Regions from separate parts of the Mus musculus genome. Here region 2 is linked to region 1. The links are chromatin contacts, called in public HiChIP or PLAC-seq maps. All regions are on one chromosome and are shown on one strand. The core of a region is the stretch at or near the end of the contact, and the rest is flanking DNA. Distances in the headings are between cores, read along the strand shown.

Region 1 (7,767 bases), core at 2,768-5,267:
TAAACCTTCTAGGACCAGTTTGTTATCAGATTAGTGAGTGAAATACACATAACCTACATTGTACTCAGAAAAATGGAAAAGATGGCACTTTCCATAAACTCCAAAGACATTTTTTCCTTAGTCTATAGCTAAATGATATCAATCACTTCAGTATTAGTTTGATATTAACTTTTTGTCAAAACACTTTATTCAGAGGCTGGAGGGAATGTTTGAGAGGTCCATTCGGCCTGCTGGCCCCTGCAGGGCAGATCTTAGAGGTCTCCCCATCACTAAGAGCAAAAGATACAAACTTAACTGGTTCTAATAACACCCTCCTATCTCTGTAGCCCACCTTAGAGTTCTAAATTGATTGTGAGCTTACTGTGTATTTACATTTGTACTAGTATCCACAGCAGTAGAAGCCACAGCTCTTCCAAAACTTCAAAAGTTGTAACTTAATCATGTGGATATTAAATGAGAGAATATGAAGGTTTAATGTTATTTGTATTATGAATTATTACTAATATGGGTATAAGATGGTGAAGAAGAGGAAAAGGAGGATGAAGAAGATGAGGAAGAAGAAGAGAAAAGCAGAAGGAGGAAGAATTAGAGGAAGAAAAAGATAATAAGATGAAGTATAGGTGTGAAAATAATACTCAAAGAAGGAGGTAACAATGAAGTTTTCACCTGGATAAAGGAGGTGCCTTGAAAGAGAAGCTATTCGAAATGAACTTTAAAATATTTTACTTATAATAGTATCCTTGCAACTACTCAGAGGGCTAATGAATTTGAATCCCTCAAACAGTGCTTGGACCAAGGTAAGCAATCAACCAAGGGAATCTACTATGAAAAAATGAGAGCAAATAAGGAAGAGATAGGTTGATTGGATAGGAAATCTGATAATATTCAAACCTTAGAAAGCACTTGAACAAAATGCAGAATTTAGCATAAGCTTATTGTTAGGGAATACTGAAGTTAAAATAGAAGATGAGAACTAACAGAGAGCAAGATCTATGTAAGATTGAGGTGGTCTTGAGTATCAGCCCTATAAATTAAGAGTTGTTTTTAGGTACACAGTGAAGACACACTGCTATCTGATGGATTTTTGTTACAATCTAGTGGAACTTTAAATGTCTTTATAAGCACAAGCATATCATGTTCTTAAATTTGGTGGACACTGTCCTGAACAAACAAAGATTGAGCCAACTAAAAGATCATTTTAATCTAAAGTTACTTATTGAGTGGCTGGATATTTTTCCTTTCTAGACTCAAACTCTTAGTCCCTACCTTAAAATAGCTTAAGCAAATGGCTGTTTTGATAGACAGAGAAAATGTGACTCTTTAGACATATACTCAGTCAAGGTCAAAGGAAAACAGGAGGTTGAGTTGTCATTGAATGGAATTACATTTTCTCATATTTTATGATGTGTCTAAATTCTATAAGAGTAATTAGCTATTAAGTTGGTATGAAACATGCAATGTGCTAAGTGCTATGTAAAGGCTGCACACTATCTCAAGTCTTTGCAGGAAATGAAGCAAAATTGAAAAGTAATAAGGTTAATAGAAAAGGAAGAGAAACATTTGTGCGTGGAGGGTGGGCTGGGAGGCAGAGCTAAGATTTCTAATAATCTAAGAAGGTAACAAACAAACACCAAACCAAAAAAAATCACATAGTATACTTCCATAACTAGAAATAGCTGAGAAGTTGAAATTGAAATTTCATTAAGGGAAGTAGAATACAAAATGTGCTTTGTAAGATGAATACCTTAGGGGACATACAGATACAGATTTAATAGAATCACAGAGCAATGAACAGTCTTGAAATATCATGTGTCCTTTCCCCTGATCGTCATGCAAAATTTTGCCTCAGCCATCTCAGCCATGAATCTCTCCTGTTTGAAACCCAAATGTAAAACATCCCAGAGGTAATTTCACAACATCTGAAGTAATGTAGTTTGAAGCTTGACAGCCTTCACTGCCAGTAAATTCTTCTTAAACTTTCTTTTGCTATATTGTCATTTCCTGTGTCTCCACCCTCCTCTGCAGATGGGGAGCATCTGGTCCTAATGATTGTCCTTCAGGTCCTTGAAGATCATTACTAAGTCACCTCTTAGCCAGCTCTTCTATGGATGGAACAGTCTCAATTCCCCTTGGTTCCTTTCTTCAACTTATTTTCCTGTTGTTTATCAGCTATATTCTGGGATCACTTCCTAGTATGAAAATCACTCTTGCTGTCTTTCATGCCAAACAGACACACAATTAAAGATGCAATTAACAAAAGAGGGGTGGGAGATAGAGGAGAGAGAGCTCTAGAGAGAGCACAAGTGAGAGAGCAGGAGAGAGTGAGAGAGCAAGAGAGCAAGGAGAGAGAGAGAGAGAGAGAGAGAGAGAGAGAGAGAGAGAGAGAGAGAGAACAGATATCTGCCTGAGTTCTTCAGGCCAAGAAAGAATATTTTTGAAAGCTTAGCCTTTTTTTTTTCCTCTTGATGATAAATACCAGTGGAGATTCTCGCTTAACCTAAAATGCAGCCTTTCTCTAAGGAACTGAGCAATGTCGAAGAATTATTTCTGGTATAGGCAGAGATCAGTCTTTCCATCCTTGGCTTTCATGGTTAAATTGTGTAGTGACTTAAAGAGAAAAGTTACTCAAAATACCATGGGCATAGGAACATTTTGCTGACTTACAGGGCCCACAAAGGTTATTTTCTTGAACTCTGAACTCAACTTCCCGAGTTCTTTAGTTTAGATAAAACAAAAGATAGAGGGAAATGCCCCAGACTTTCAAGTTATTAAGTAACACATTCCAATACCTCAAGGACAAAGACTGTCCTGAGGTTAAGAAAGTCATGATCAGTCTTAGAAATATTTGATCTGGTAAATATTGTGAGTTGTGATCTGCACTCACAAGCCCACAATTTAGAAGGAAGATTTATTTATTGCTTCTAAGACAACCCTTTCCTATAATTGTATATTGGACCCTTTAGCAATAATTATTGGTAAACATCTTTTCACTTACAACCTGGGTGGTTACTAAAATTTATACCTGAGTAACATACTACTTTCAATCCAGGAGAGCATTTTGAACTTCATTCTACTTTATGGGCCCTGGTAATTTTGTGGCTTCTTAACATGGACCAGGAACTATGAAAGCGAGCTGTTTATAAAAGAGGTTGGCCCAACTAGGTACTTAAAAAAATAAGTTGCTTTGAAAAAGGTGATTAATCCCAGCAATAGAAACCCAAACAATACAAGGGGGCATGTGGCATGTTGGCAGAGGGAACATTGGACGGGATGGAGAAAGGAAAGAGAAGTGGTAAAGTCGGCTAAGTGTCCTATTCTAGCTAGAATGACACCATTATCTAGGGAAGTAGATTTCTTTCTTTCTCAAAGCCTGCCTTATCAGGGACACTGCTCTTCTGAAACCATGCTGCAAATGTGTCTTGGCCGCCTCTTCCCCCTACTCCCCAGTTTTATTTTAATTTTACTTTACAAATGAGTACATGAATATCTGTGGTTCTATGTACAGAGTTGCACACATATGGGGGTGCATGTAGAGGCTCGAGGTCAACCTCAGGTGTCTTCTTTGAATTTTGAGAGAGTCTCTCCTTGGCCTGAGACCTGTCAATTTGGCTAACTTAACTGGCCAGTGAACTCCAGTTATTAGCTTATCCATTGTGAATAAGGGATTGCAAATATGTGACCAAATCCTATTTTTTTGTGTAGATTCTATGAGTCAAACTTAGATTTCTAAGTCCAGTGCAGCAAACATTTTACCTAAGGAACCATCTTCTTTGTCCCTAGTCCACTCCCTTTCCTTTCCTTTCCTTTCCTTTCCTTTCCTTTCCTTTCCTTTCCTTTCCTTTCCTTTCCTTTCCTTTCCTTTCCTTTCCTTTCCTTTTTTAAAAGATGGAGTCCTGAAGACACGTCAGACACCTTTTCCCCTGTTCCCTGGGAGGACTGTTACGCCCTGTCCCTTAAGGGCTTCATTCCTCTTGCTGCGTACGTGTATTCAGTCCCAATCCTTGTAAGGAAGTTCAGAGACCACATAGAGAAAGAAATGCACTGAGGTGGCCTGCATGATCTTCTGGAGTCACAGATAAGTGGCCTGCTCCTTGAACTCTTTCCTGTTTACCCTCAGGTTAAATCCCTGTACTTTGTAACTGTGGTTTCAGACAAACAATTCCAGGTGAGAGACTCATATCCTGAGTGAATAGTTTTGAGTTCCTTAAGCAAGAGGTTAAAGGTAACCTTGTTGTGAAAATCCCCTTTTCTGACAGTTTTACTTATTTAAAAAAAAAAAATCTCGAATGAGAAAACAGGCAAATCTAAGAGCTAAGAGTGGTTTGGTACCCCTTAATGCATATTCAATATAAACCTCATGTATGAACTACTTGGGAAAAGATACACTGATGCGTTAGTCTAAAAGGATCCGTATCAAGCTTGACATTGCTTGATGATTTTCTTAATCCAGTGCTGCCCATAGGCTGACTGGGGTCCCTGAGTGAGCACTAGAAATTTGGGTTCAATGGCAGTGGGAAGTTTTCGCTGTTGCTTTCCCTGACACCTTCAGTACCTTAGTGAAAAAGTCTCCACACTCAGGCTTCACAGGCCACATGAGCTCGGTGGCCAGCTCATCATTGTCTTTTGCCAAAGGAAGTATCACAGTTTTTGTTTTGTTGCCTTGGAAAATGGAAAACACTACTGTAGCTCTGGGCCAAGTAAGTTGAACACCTAACAGCTTCCCTTTAGTACCAAATTCTTCAATGTCTGTCGTAGAGACATGGTCCTCAGAGACTTCAAATTCACCGTCTCCTTTTACTCTTTTGGCAGAAGACTGTGCTCTGCAGATTCCCTGCTGTATCCCAGACCTGATGAAGAAGAGTACAGTTAAAAAGCCAAGGCTCCCAATCTGATGATAATTTGCATTTCAGAAATGTACTTTCTTTTCTTTTTACATCTCCATATCTTTGCTTTTATTTTTTGTTTGCTTCAAAAAATTCTGTTTAAAAAATTTCTTACATTTCTTTTTCCATTTAAGGTCTGTTTTTGTACCAGCCTCAGACCACCTGAATAAAGCAAGTGGTATATGTTCATAGCATATTAAGCCACAGTTGTTTCCAGGGGCTCAGAGTTATGCCCTGAAACTTTTCCATTGTTCATCATTTCTGCCAGTACAGAACAACTATGAGCAGTAGAAACAGTGCTGATTGTTCTTTGCAGCTTACGTTTTTTTATTAATAAAAATGTCATCTCATTCATTTTCAAACCTTCTTCATAAGCTCTACCATTCCTGGAAGGTTGTTTTTGCATTGATGTGTATAAAAATATCAAGTATTTAACACACCAAACATATTTTGCCTGTATTAGCACAATATGAAGTAGAATTACAAACTCCATTATATCCATGTAACACAAATCTCAGGGAATTTCTTACACTCAAACTGTTTGATTTGTTTTGTTTCTAGGGATACTGAATCTCCATGCTGTCTATCACGTGTATCTTGCAATCAAGGAATATTGACAAGTCAGATAGTAGAGTTATGGAGTGTGTTGGTGAAATCCTTTAAGAGGCAGATGCTATGCCAGGACAATACATATAAGAAACGTACTAAGAACTTGAGGAATAGAGACAAAATGTAAGAGAGACAACTGATTGTGATGCAGTTGCAATTTTAATGTGAAGGGGGTGGGGGAAGGAGGTTATTTTATCAGTCTGAAGGCATAGAGAAATTTTAAGAATGTCAGGGTAAAGTCAGTGGGGAATTCTGCAATAAGAAAGACATCAAAGTTGCCCTGTATTTTGCAGGGATGCGATGTTCTAGTGTCCCTGCCATGATCAGTTATTATCTCAGGTCAACCTGTAAGAAATGTAGGTCTCAGTGTTAGAAAGATTCAGAGCACAGCAGATGGAATTCTCAGTTATGTTCCTCGTAGTAGAACAAAAAGCCAGAGTTTCATTGTTGCTATGGTGCTTCAGGGTGAGCTCCATCCAAAACTTAATGGATTCCATTAGTCTAATTAGGAAATTCCATTTAACCATACCATTCTAACAGATATATACACTCTTTTAAGTATTTATATTTCTTAGCACATTTTTAGGCACAAAATAGATATTCAGTGATTGACATTAATTCCATCATGTCTTAGCCAGCATTAATCTGCCTTCTTGCAAAGTAATTACAAATGATATGATGAAACTTTGCAAAGATGAGATGATAATATTCTTAAATGGTAGCCCTAAAATTCACAGTTAACAAATAGAGCTAGTTTTCTGTCACTAAGAACAAGATCATGTAAGGACAAGTAAGGTAGTTTGGTCAATAAAAATGCTTGTCTTGCAAGTCTTGCGCTTTGAGTTTGATTCCCAGAACCCACAGTGGAAGAAGAGGACATACTCCTCAAATATTTCCTCTGACATCCATATGCCATGGCATATGTGTGACCATAGTTATCCTATCATACACAGATGATAAGAAAATCCATTAATTTTTAAAATAATAAGAGCAGTTACTATAATCCTTTGGCTTTTCAAACCCAGTTCCTTTTTAAAAGAAAATCCTGAGTATTTGAATAACAGGACAAAGCCATGCAAAATCATTGTTGTATCAAAATACGTAAGCCCAAATAAACACCCCTGTGTAGACATACTTGGCCTAACATGCATGCTTGTCCATTAGCTTCCATTTTCTGATATTCAGACATACCTTCACTAAAGAGTACAAAGTGCAGCTGTGACCACACAGTAAAGCATGCTTGAACACTTAATGAACCATTATAACAAGGAGAACTAATGGAAGCTCCTGGATCCTCACTGGGGAAACAGGCCCATGGTATTGGTGGGGAAGGCCAAGAAAATGAGAGCCACGGAGAAGGGTGGACAAGTTAACAGGGGGAAGGAAAGTTAGGGAACATAGTCAAGAGAGAAGAGATGAAGCAAAGGCTTTATTGCATATGACAGTACTTGTCTAACTGTGAGCAGGGATGTGGGAGTAGATGAAGAGCACAGATTAGCCATGCAAGTGACTGCAGGCAGAAGACCTCACTGATTGTGACAACCAACTAGACACTAAGTACAATTATAGGTACCATGTGTTGAATACTCAATACATGTCAGGCAATGTGGAGAGTAATTTATTGCTGTTACTTAAAACAAATCTCCTAATAAAGCCTGTGAAGTAGCCACTGATACAACCCATTTCTAGACAAAATAACTTAATGAAGGTCACAGAACTAGTACATGTCACAACTCAAATGGGAAACTGGTTCCATCAGGTACATTTACTCTATGATTTTCCTCCTTTTCGTGTAAAGATTATTCAAATAGATAATTTGCATATATCTCCTAGGGACATTTTATTTTAGCTTTGAGACTTTTGAGTCTGTAGCAAAGGTTACAGATGTTCCCTGCTCTCAACCACTACAGATGTTACTATCTGAGTGAAGGAAGTACAACAAACCCCTAAACCAAACATACGATCAAAAGCAATCCAGAACTCCAAAAAAAGCATCCTTGAAGTGAATCATGACATCAGCTTGGAGACTAGGCTGGATACATTCCTCAGACAAATCTTCTACCAATGTAGCTACCCTAACAAACAAAAGCGAAGCCTGAAGGAACTGTGGCATACTTGGGTATTTAAGACAGAAGATTGCTTCTGTGTCAGAAGATTAAATGATACATGATTTGCTGAATGAGTGCATGGAAAAGGACCATTCCAAGCTAAGACATCAGGGCTGAGAACTTGAGGTTTTGTTCGTTTGTTTGTTTACTTTTTGTATGTTTGTTTA
Region 2 (7,767 bases), core at 3,659-6,158, 180 kb before region 1:
AACTGGAATTTGAGAGTTTTTTTTTTTTTTTTTTTTTCCTTCTGACTAGGGAGAAGGCAAGAGTGAGCCCCCCACTGGCTGATTTCCTTAAGGGTGTGGAAGAAGGAAGCACAAGAACCACTAGGAGGCAATGTCTGCTGGTCAAGGAAGATGCGCCTGCGGAAAGGAGGAAGAAAGGCAGCACCTGGTCAAAGGTAGCCAGAAGTTCCAGGTGGGCTTAAATTTACTTAAACAGGAGGAAGGCGTTCCCCGGGTTACACAACACAGGAGGGACTAAACACTCCAAGTGCGCAGAGGGAGACGGCACAGGATTCTCCTTCCCCATTTTTAATCTTACAAATTGTAATTTTATATATATAAAAAAGAACTAATGGGTAGTCTCTAAACTGTCGGCTCTAATGGGATAAGTTCTAGAGTGAAACTCAGTCAGTAACAAGAATGAGCTTCGCAATAGAACTGGAGCTTAGAAAGGAAAAGTCCTTATAGGTTACTAGCTCATACTCCATGCAGAGATTTTCCCTCCATGAGAGAATCCTGTTAAAAATAAATCTTTATGGCTAATATGAAATTATAAAATCAGAATTTCCTTAGACGATTCTTTTAAAATACCCAGGAGATTCTCAACTCTTGTACCCTGTTGTCTCTGCACAAACCTATGGGGGGGAAAAAAAAACACTGGCCTAGAGACAGGGAACGTGGCTCAGAAAAAAATAAATTGAATTACAATGTCAAGCTGAGGCCCTCTTCTACTTACAATGGATGGTGTGCTGGATATTTCAAAGCTTGGGCACTTGAAGGCAAAATGGCTTCCACACAGCCGCTAAGGGACTTGGTAAAGTGGGAAGCTGAACTCAGGGTTTGCCTTCTTAGTGAAGGCTGGGAAAACTGGAAGGTATATTTAAATATAAACTTAATGTAATTCAAATATAGTGTTTGGGTCATGTACTATTTCAGATCGCCTCGGCCACGACTGTTTTCAAAGACTATCTAATCCTGACCCTAATATAGATTAGGAGTACACATGGCAGTGTCACATACCAAGGCTGAAGCCACAAGGAATGTGGCCATTAGAAGGCTTGGGGGACAATCATAGTGACAGACAAGCTAGATCTGGAGATAAAGAGGATTGAGTTATGCAGGCCATATATAATAAATCATACATTAATAGAGAATAAGTAAATAAATAAATAAATAAACAAATAATAAGTACACCCCTTGTATAGGTAAGCAAGGCAAAACACACTATTTTAAAACGATGCATGAACCCATACAACATTGCAATTCTCTTTTCTAAGAAAGGAAGCATACACTACAAACCTCTGTATTTTTTTTCACCTATAGAAAATTTATATCCACTTAAAAATTGGGAAAAATTACAGCCGGTTATTAACATGTATGGTTATATGGTGGCCCATATCTTTAGTACCAGGGCTAAGAAAATAAGAGCCTAAGAATAAGGAGCCCAAGGCCAGGGTCAGCTATATAAGTAGTTCAGAAGGTGGCCAGGACTACACGAGTCTCTGTCTTCAAAACCAAGAGTAAACTGAGAATTGTATCGGCCTTCTTATTTTATGTCTCTAAGATCCTATAGAAAAGGGTTTATAATTACATTACAATACCATCTACAATTATGTACTTTGTGATTTTCTTGTCTGTGTAATGTTTTAGGAATAAAATGTTATCTAATTTTATCTGATATTATATTAATAAATATTAGTAAAATTAATAAAAATCAGAATAATAAAATGCTATCTAATTGCACAGGCATTTTTATCACTGTTTTGTTATTGTGTGCTATAAAAGAGGATCTTCTTTGATGCCCAGGCTATTTGTAGTTCACACTAGCTTCAAACTCATGATCCTTCTACCTCTTATTCAAATCTCTACCCCTTTCTTTAAATTCCAATTTATACTCTTGTACAAGCTTGCACTCTCAAAGGTTTCTGGTTGCTGGTCATTAAATTTCACAACCACAAAGAGTACAAAATATTCAAATCTCAAACCTACATTTAATTGTATTTCTATAATCTGCAAAAATGTATGTCTATGTTGACGAGTGCCTGTATAGTATGGGAATTGAACCCAGGGACTCGGCATGGTAGCACTCAATCTACTGCTAGGCCAGGCCACACCCAAGCCTCCAGGATACCATCAATATGATGGTTCAAGGTTTGAATCTCTTCTCATTATCTAGCTGTTTTCAAATGGTTACACTTACCAGGGACATATGCCAATAATATTCTGTCCTTCATATGTGTCCTATTGAGAATAATTACTACAAGGGACACTGCCTAGGCCATTTTCTTTACTTGAACATCTCTCCCTGCCATCAAAAGGCAAACTAAATTAACTATCAATTTCTCTATTCCTTTCTTTTGAAGTCGTCAGGATATGTTAAATGTCAACAGAACAAAACAAAAACCCTCCTATGCCCCAGTGACTGCAGAGACCATGTCTTTAAATCTCTAAGCATGCTGCTCTCCAGCTATATTTATTTTCTTGGAATTTGAATCTGGGAAAGGGGAGAATTACCAATCATTTGCTCAGATAGTACATAAAAACGGATCTATTATAAAATTCTGAAATAAAGAATTTTCTTAAACTGGACCTTTCATGATGATTTAAAAATGAGGGAAAAGACCATTGGCACCCATGGTTCTTGTGTCTTTTCCATATGTCTCAACTTTAGAAGTCAATCTCATCTTGCTCTTTGGGAACCACCGCCACCCTCCACCAATCTGGAGAACACTAATATTCTACTGAGCTGTAATATAAAGATCATGCTTATCTCATGGACATGCCTCAGATCAGAATATCCCAAAGCCAGGGCCATGTCAGCTAATCCAGGGAATTTAGTCCATTCTTTGGGCTAAACACACCTTTCCCTTTTCCCTTTGTTGTTCTTTAGGGGTTTGAAATTCCCCATGCTATCATTTCTATAAGGTCTTTTAAATCCCTCAACTTCGTCATTTTTTTAGAAAGCAGCAGTTGATTTCAGTGCGTCCACGTGTGCTTTCACCACGCCCCGCCCTTCCCCCAGAGCAGGCTGAGGAGGGGACGAGCTCACTCATTGGCCTTACAGTCTCAAATCAATCTTAATCTGAATGGGAAAAGTCCTGCTCTGGTGGAAGGGAATCCAATTGAAGTCTCCATAGTCCAGAAATCTCGTCCATACATCCTGGAAAAGAAGTGATTTCAGGAGTATCTGGGAAGAAAAAAAGTTTAATTTTTAAAAATGCTTTGGCCTTATTTTCTGAAGTTGCAATAACTGTAATTTTAATACTTGCTATTCAACAGTTTTGTATTGAAGTGTGTTCTTTTAATGACTGATAACAGTTTGCTAGAATATTAGCCATGTCCATCACCTCCCCACACCACATACCATTCTAATGTAAAATATAAAGGGAGGCTTTGGGACTGTCCCGCATTTAGGGAGGCAAGTATCTGCCATCATTAACAACACATATCTTTAAATGCCAAACATACACAAAATTAATTAAGGCAAGATGACTTTGAATAGTCCTATAACCTCAAGGTTAATATTTAGCTTTTCTCAAGGCGAGGAGGCCACTGCCCTGACTACACACATGCTTGGCGATCATTCCAGCCCAGTGCCTGCTCATTTCTCCTTTGGAGAATCCAGGGGCCCTTTGCATTCAAGAGAGGGTGCAAGTGAAATGCCAATCTAAAAAGGGAACTTGAAAAATGAATTTGGGTGGGATCCAGTATCAGCGAGAAACCAGATGCCGTTGAAATACACGGTGTTGCTACAATAGTATGTCTGCTGTTTATGATGGCTTTAGAAGCCCACCAATCAATTTCAACCGGGCACTGAAAAAGAAGACCCCACAAATGATAACTATGACCAAAGTTATATTTCATTATCTAAGAGAGATGATACACTTTTAAAAATTAATAGGCATGTACAGAATTCCGTTCCTTTCTGAGAGGCGTCGAGTTCTTTTCACTCCAGCAGTACTTACTCCAGAACCTTCTCCTGGTGAGAATAAAGTTTTAGAAACTATTACAAAGTAAGAGCCGCGTGATGCCTATGCTTCTATTTTGTGTGTGTGTGTGTGTGCTCATTATTTTTTTTTTACGGTAGGGGTGGGGGTGGGGTGGGGGCTCCGCCCATAGGTAGAGATCTCTGCTGGCAAAAAGAAGGAAAGTGGGGTGGTCCGCCACTTGTCCTTTCCCGGAATGCTTCTATTACAGGTACCCATGCGCTAGACAGCTGTTAGACAAAGCGGGCTCTATATAGAAAAGGCCCCACCCTTTTTTAGGACCCACTTCTTTCTCCCCAATCTCACCCCCCCCCATCCCCCATTCCTTTGCGTTTTGTGGCCTTCACCTCAGTCGGGAGCTCAGGGATGGTGATTCTGCACGGCAGCTTCCCTGGCCCATCCTAAGCCACAGCCCGTCGAAGTCCTGGCCTAGGCTACTCGAGGGTGTGGGCTCTCTTCCCCGGGCTTTCAAAGCCACAGAAAGAAGTTCACAAGGGGGACGATGTCCCGGAGTCCTTTACTTACCGGCAACTGGCCAAGATCTGTCACCTCCTTGTCCCTCCAACTCCCAGGTCCTGCCATGGCTTCGAGAAGAACCAAGCGGGAGACCGCGTCCAGCAGGCGCGCTGGGACTGCGTCTGAGGTGAAGGAGGAAGAGTTTTGGGGGTCCCGGGAAGGGAGGATGGGATGGGAGAGAGGAATGGGAAGGTGGGTTTGTGGTTCGGGAGAGGAGAGGGAAGTGGAGAGGAAAAGAGCCGAGAGCCGAGCGGGAGGAGGAAGAGGGAAGCTGGAGTTTTTCGGGAGGCGGGAAAGTAAGTTTGGCTAAGGGAAGGAGAAGAGAGCTCTAGCGTCCGTCCGTCCGAGAGACGAAGAAGCCAGAAGGGTGCTCCGCGGCGAGAGCGCAGAGCGGCCGGGGCAGGGTGCGCCTTTCAGGGTGAGGAGGGGGGCGGTGCAAGGCGAAGGGGCCCGGAGGAGCTCGAAGGGGATTGGTGGAGCGTCACGTCGCCAGGTGGGCAGCCGCGCAGCAGGGAGGAGAGCCAGGGGGCCCCGGGGCAGAGGGAGTCTCTAACGGTCTTCAGGCCAGCCTCTAGCCGCCCGCACCCCGCCCCCGGGTCCTGGGCTGAGCCCGCAGCCCGCGCCCCCGCCCCCGCCGGCCACTGTTCCACAGGAAACTTTTTTGCTAGGCAGCTGCCAGCCCCGGAAAACCGGTCCCGCTCTGCGCCGCTCCCAGCCTGGGCCCCACGGCTCTGCCACAGTCCAAACAACCCGCACCGTCATCCCACCCACCCACCCACCCCCATCCCCCACCCCTCAAGAAACACTGTAACTTTCCTAGTGATCTGCGTTCTCTTTCTCAGCCCCTGTCACGTAATTGCCCCATTGATTGCAGAAGAAGGAAAATCAGAGAAGCGAGTGAAATGATTTTTTTACCCACGGGGTTAGGGAACAGACCTGGGTATGCTCCTAACACAAACGGTAAAACCGAGACCCCAGGGCGCCTTAAGTCCCACCTTCCCAGCTGTTGGTAGCTGGGGACCTGGTAAAGGGGACAAAGTTCCTTGGATCCCCTGGAGACATCTGCTGCTCTCCTCTAGCCCAGGGGCTGTTTGGTGACTGGCGGAGGCTGCTATTTTGGAGCCATACCTGTGAACAGGTGTCTAGGGCAAAGAGACACAGGCTCCCTGTCAGCTGCCCAAGCTGTCCCCACCCTAAGTTTGCTGGCTTGGAGCTCGCAGTGAGCTCAGAAAGTTTCTGCCTGATTTCCAGTCTCCAGCGTTCCAGTTCGGTTTCATTCATTCACTCATTCATTGTAAAACTTTTAAGGGCTCCGGAGCTGTGCGCCCCCGTTCCCCCACAAAGCGCAAGGAGGCTGTCTACAGTGATTTAGCCTTAAGTAAGTTGCCTCTTGAAACATTTACTGAAAAGGGGAGCCAACACATAAAACTAACCACATTCTAAGCTCTTGTGCGTTACAAAGAACACTTTAGAAGCCGTCCTGAAGCTGCCTACATTTCCCGGAGCTAGCTTAACTGTGCTTCGCTTACCCGAACTCCAGGTCGGGAATGCTAGTAGGAATTTGTTTCCTGTTTCTTTTTTTAATGAACAAATTTTGTTACCCATCCTAAGAAGATTTATACGAATAATTCCTCCCAGTGGCCTTTGGTCATTTTTGACCTAGCTTTCTAACTTTTGTAATTATTCTTCTTATATATTAGTGGGTTGTGTTTATTTTGTGTCTGTTTCAACGGTGGAGTTTGACTTCTTTCCGATCCTTTATCTCGGAGGCTCAGTGAACTCTGGAATGGCTACAGTTTGTCCAAGGAACTCGGTTTCGCTCCTTAAAGATTCTCTGTTAACAGTTACAGGATAAACCAACCACCAGCTTCTCCCCCCAAAAACAAGCCTGGTTTTTCTGAATCTAATCTTCTTCTTAAACCAAATGTTATTTCTACCACTGCAGAAATTAAACTTTCAAAGACCTAAAATCTTGACAACTCTACCATACAAAAAACGTTGTCTTTAAAACAATTTAAGATTTCCTGAATGATCAGTAAATTGCTTCTGTGTCTGATGAAGTGGAAATTGGAAATTTAACATTTCATAACTTAAAAAAAAGATATGACTAGTTTATAGAAAATTACAATGTTGTGTGTATGGCTTGTTTTAAGGAATCAGGGCAAAGAAATCAAGAAATACAGTTACAGAAACTCTGAAGATTACTGGGAGAGAATCTTTCTTTGTTAAGGGGGAAACAAGTTCCCCACCTTGACATTTTTACCTACATTGTTGTCTGCAGGGGCGCAGGGGAAATGCCCCAGGCTGAAAGCAAATCCAGACCAAGCAAGAGAATCCAGTTGCATACTGGAAAGCTACTGGGGCTTCTTGACTCCATGGGACTAGTTAATGTGTCTAGAAAGGACTCATGTGGAGTGGCAAGGACAACCTAGATGTTTAACCAGAACTCCACGGAGAAACCTATCCTTGGTTTTGTTTTTTTTGTTTTTTGTTTTTTTTTTAAGTTAAAATGTTCAATGAAAACAAGAAGTCAGGGATGAATGTGGGCATTTTAAGATGGGCATTAGGGGGATTTTGGAGGCTGACATGGAGAAAGGCAGCCTGTCTACTGCATCAGCAAGTAAACAGATAGCAGCCGAACAGGAGGCTCAGCTCACACCACAATCTTGAGACAGAGCACCTGTTTTCCAACTTCAGCACTTCTAGTCCCCTCACCCCACAATCAGCAGTTTCTCTATCCCCTTCCCACGTGTTTCTCCACCCTCTCTCTCCTTCATTCCCTTCCCCCTTGACCTCAACCTCCATAAAAGTAATCCTACTTTGTCCAGAGTCCAGGAATTTGTCAGATTGTGTTTTACCCAGAAATCCTCTCCTGCCTACATTCTAGGTCCCATGTCTTTCATACTCACGTCCTTCGATCTCTGTTTTCCTAAGACCCTTGGCCCTTTTAAACCTTTAGTTGTTGATTTATTTCGATAACTAAATTTTTAATGAATGTCCTTAACTTTACCAACATGTTCCTAATTAATTCATTTAGAATCTTCGTACTATGTTTAGGTAAATTGAGGCAGAGACAGAAGAATCGACTTGTTTATAACCTCACAGGTAGTAAGTAATTAGAGGGTCCTGGTTTCCAACTCTGGTAGCTTGCCTCCAGAGACCTCTGGTCAATGACTGTGGAGGGCCTGGGGCATATTTTAAGACTGTGTGAAGGGGAGCCAGATTCAAAACAGCCCAAGAGTACGTG

What was found. HiChIP or PLAC-seq counts read pairs in DNA pulled down with a chosen protein or histone mark.
Region 2: a contact with region 1 is called in an H3K27ac HiChIP or PLAC-seq map of trophoblast stem cells, with 5 times the contacts expected there. The contact joins the promoter of Nrk here to the enhancer-like site in region 1. A contact is called at or near these places in 2 of 39 promoter capture datasets (liver and stem cell-derived epiblast-like cells), 2 of 484 Hi-C or Micro-C datasets (embryonic stem cells and myocytes) and 3 of 115 datasets of contacts at active chromatin or transcription factors (embryonic stem cells, extraembryonic endoderm stem cells and trophoblast stem cells).

What each region holds. Positions count from the first base shown.
Region 1 is chrX:138,732,346-138,740,112 of GRCm38.p6, reverse strand. The region is part of intron 6 of Il1rapl2 (interleukin 1 receptor accessory protein-like 2); the gene reads right to left. Among named protein-coding and RNA genes, the nearest start is that of Nrk, 180 kb to the left of the region's middle. Within about 2 kb of position 4,017, at least 5 of the 459 cell types and tissues checked have an H3K27ac peak or open chromatin away from gene starts, as enhancers often do. A contact at or near this core is called in trophoblast stem cells, where this site is marked.
Region 2 is chrX:138,911,571-138,919,337 of GRCm38.p6, reverse strand. Nrk (Nik related kinase) reads right to left here and starts at 4,908. Exons shown (of 28, transcript NM_013724.2): 1 at 4,530-4,908. The coding sequence starts at 4,586.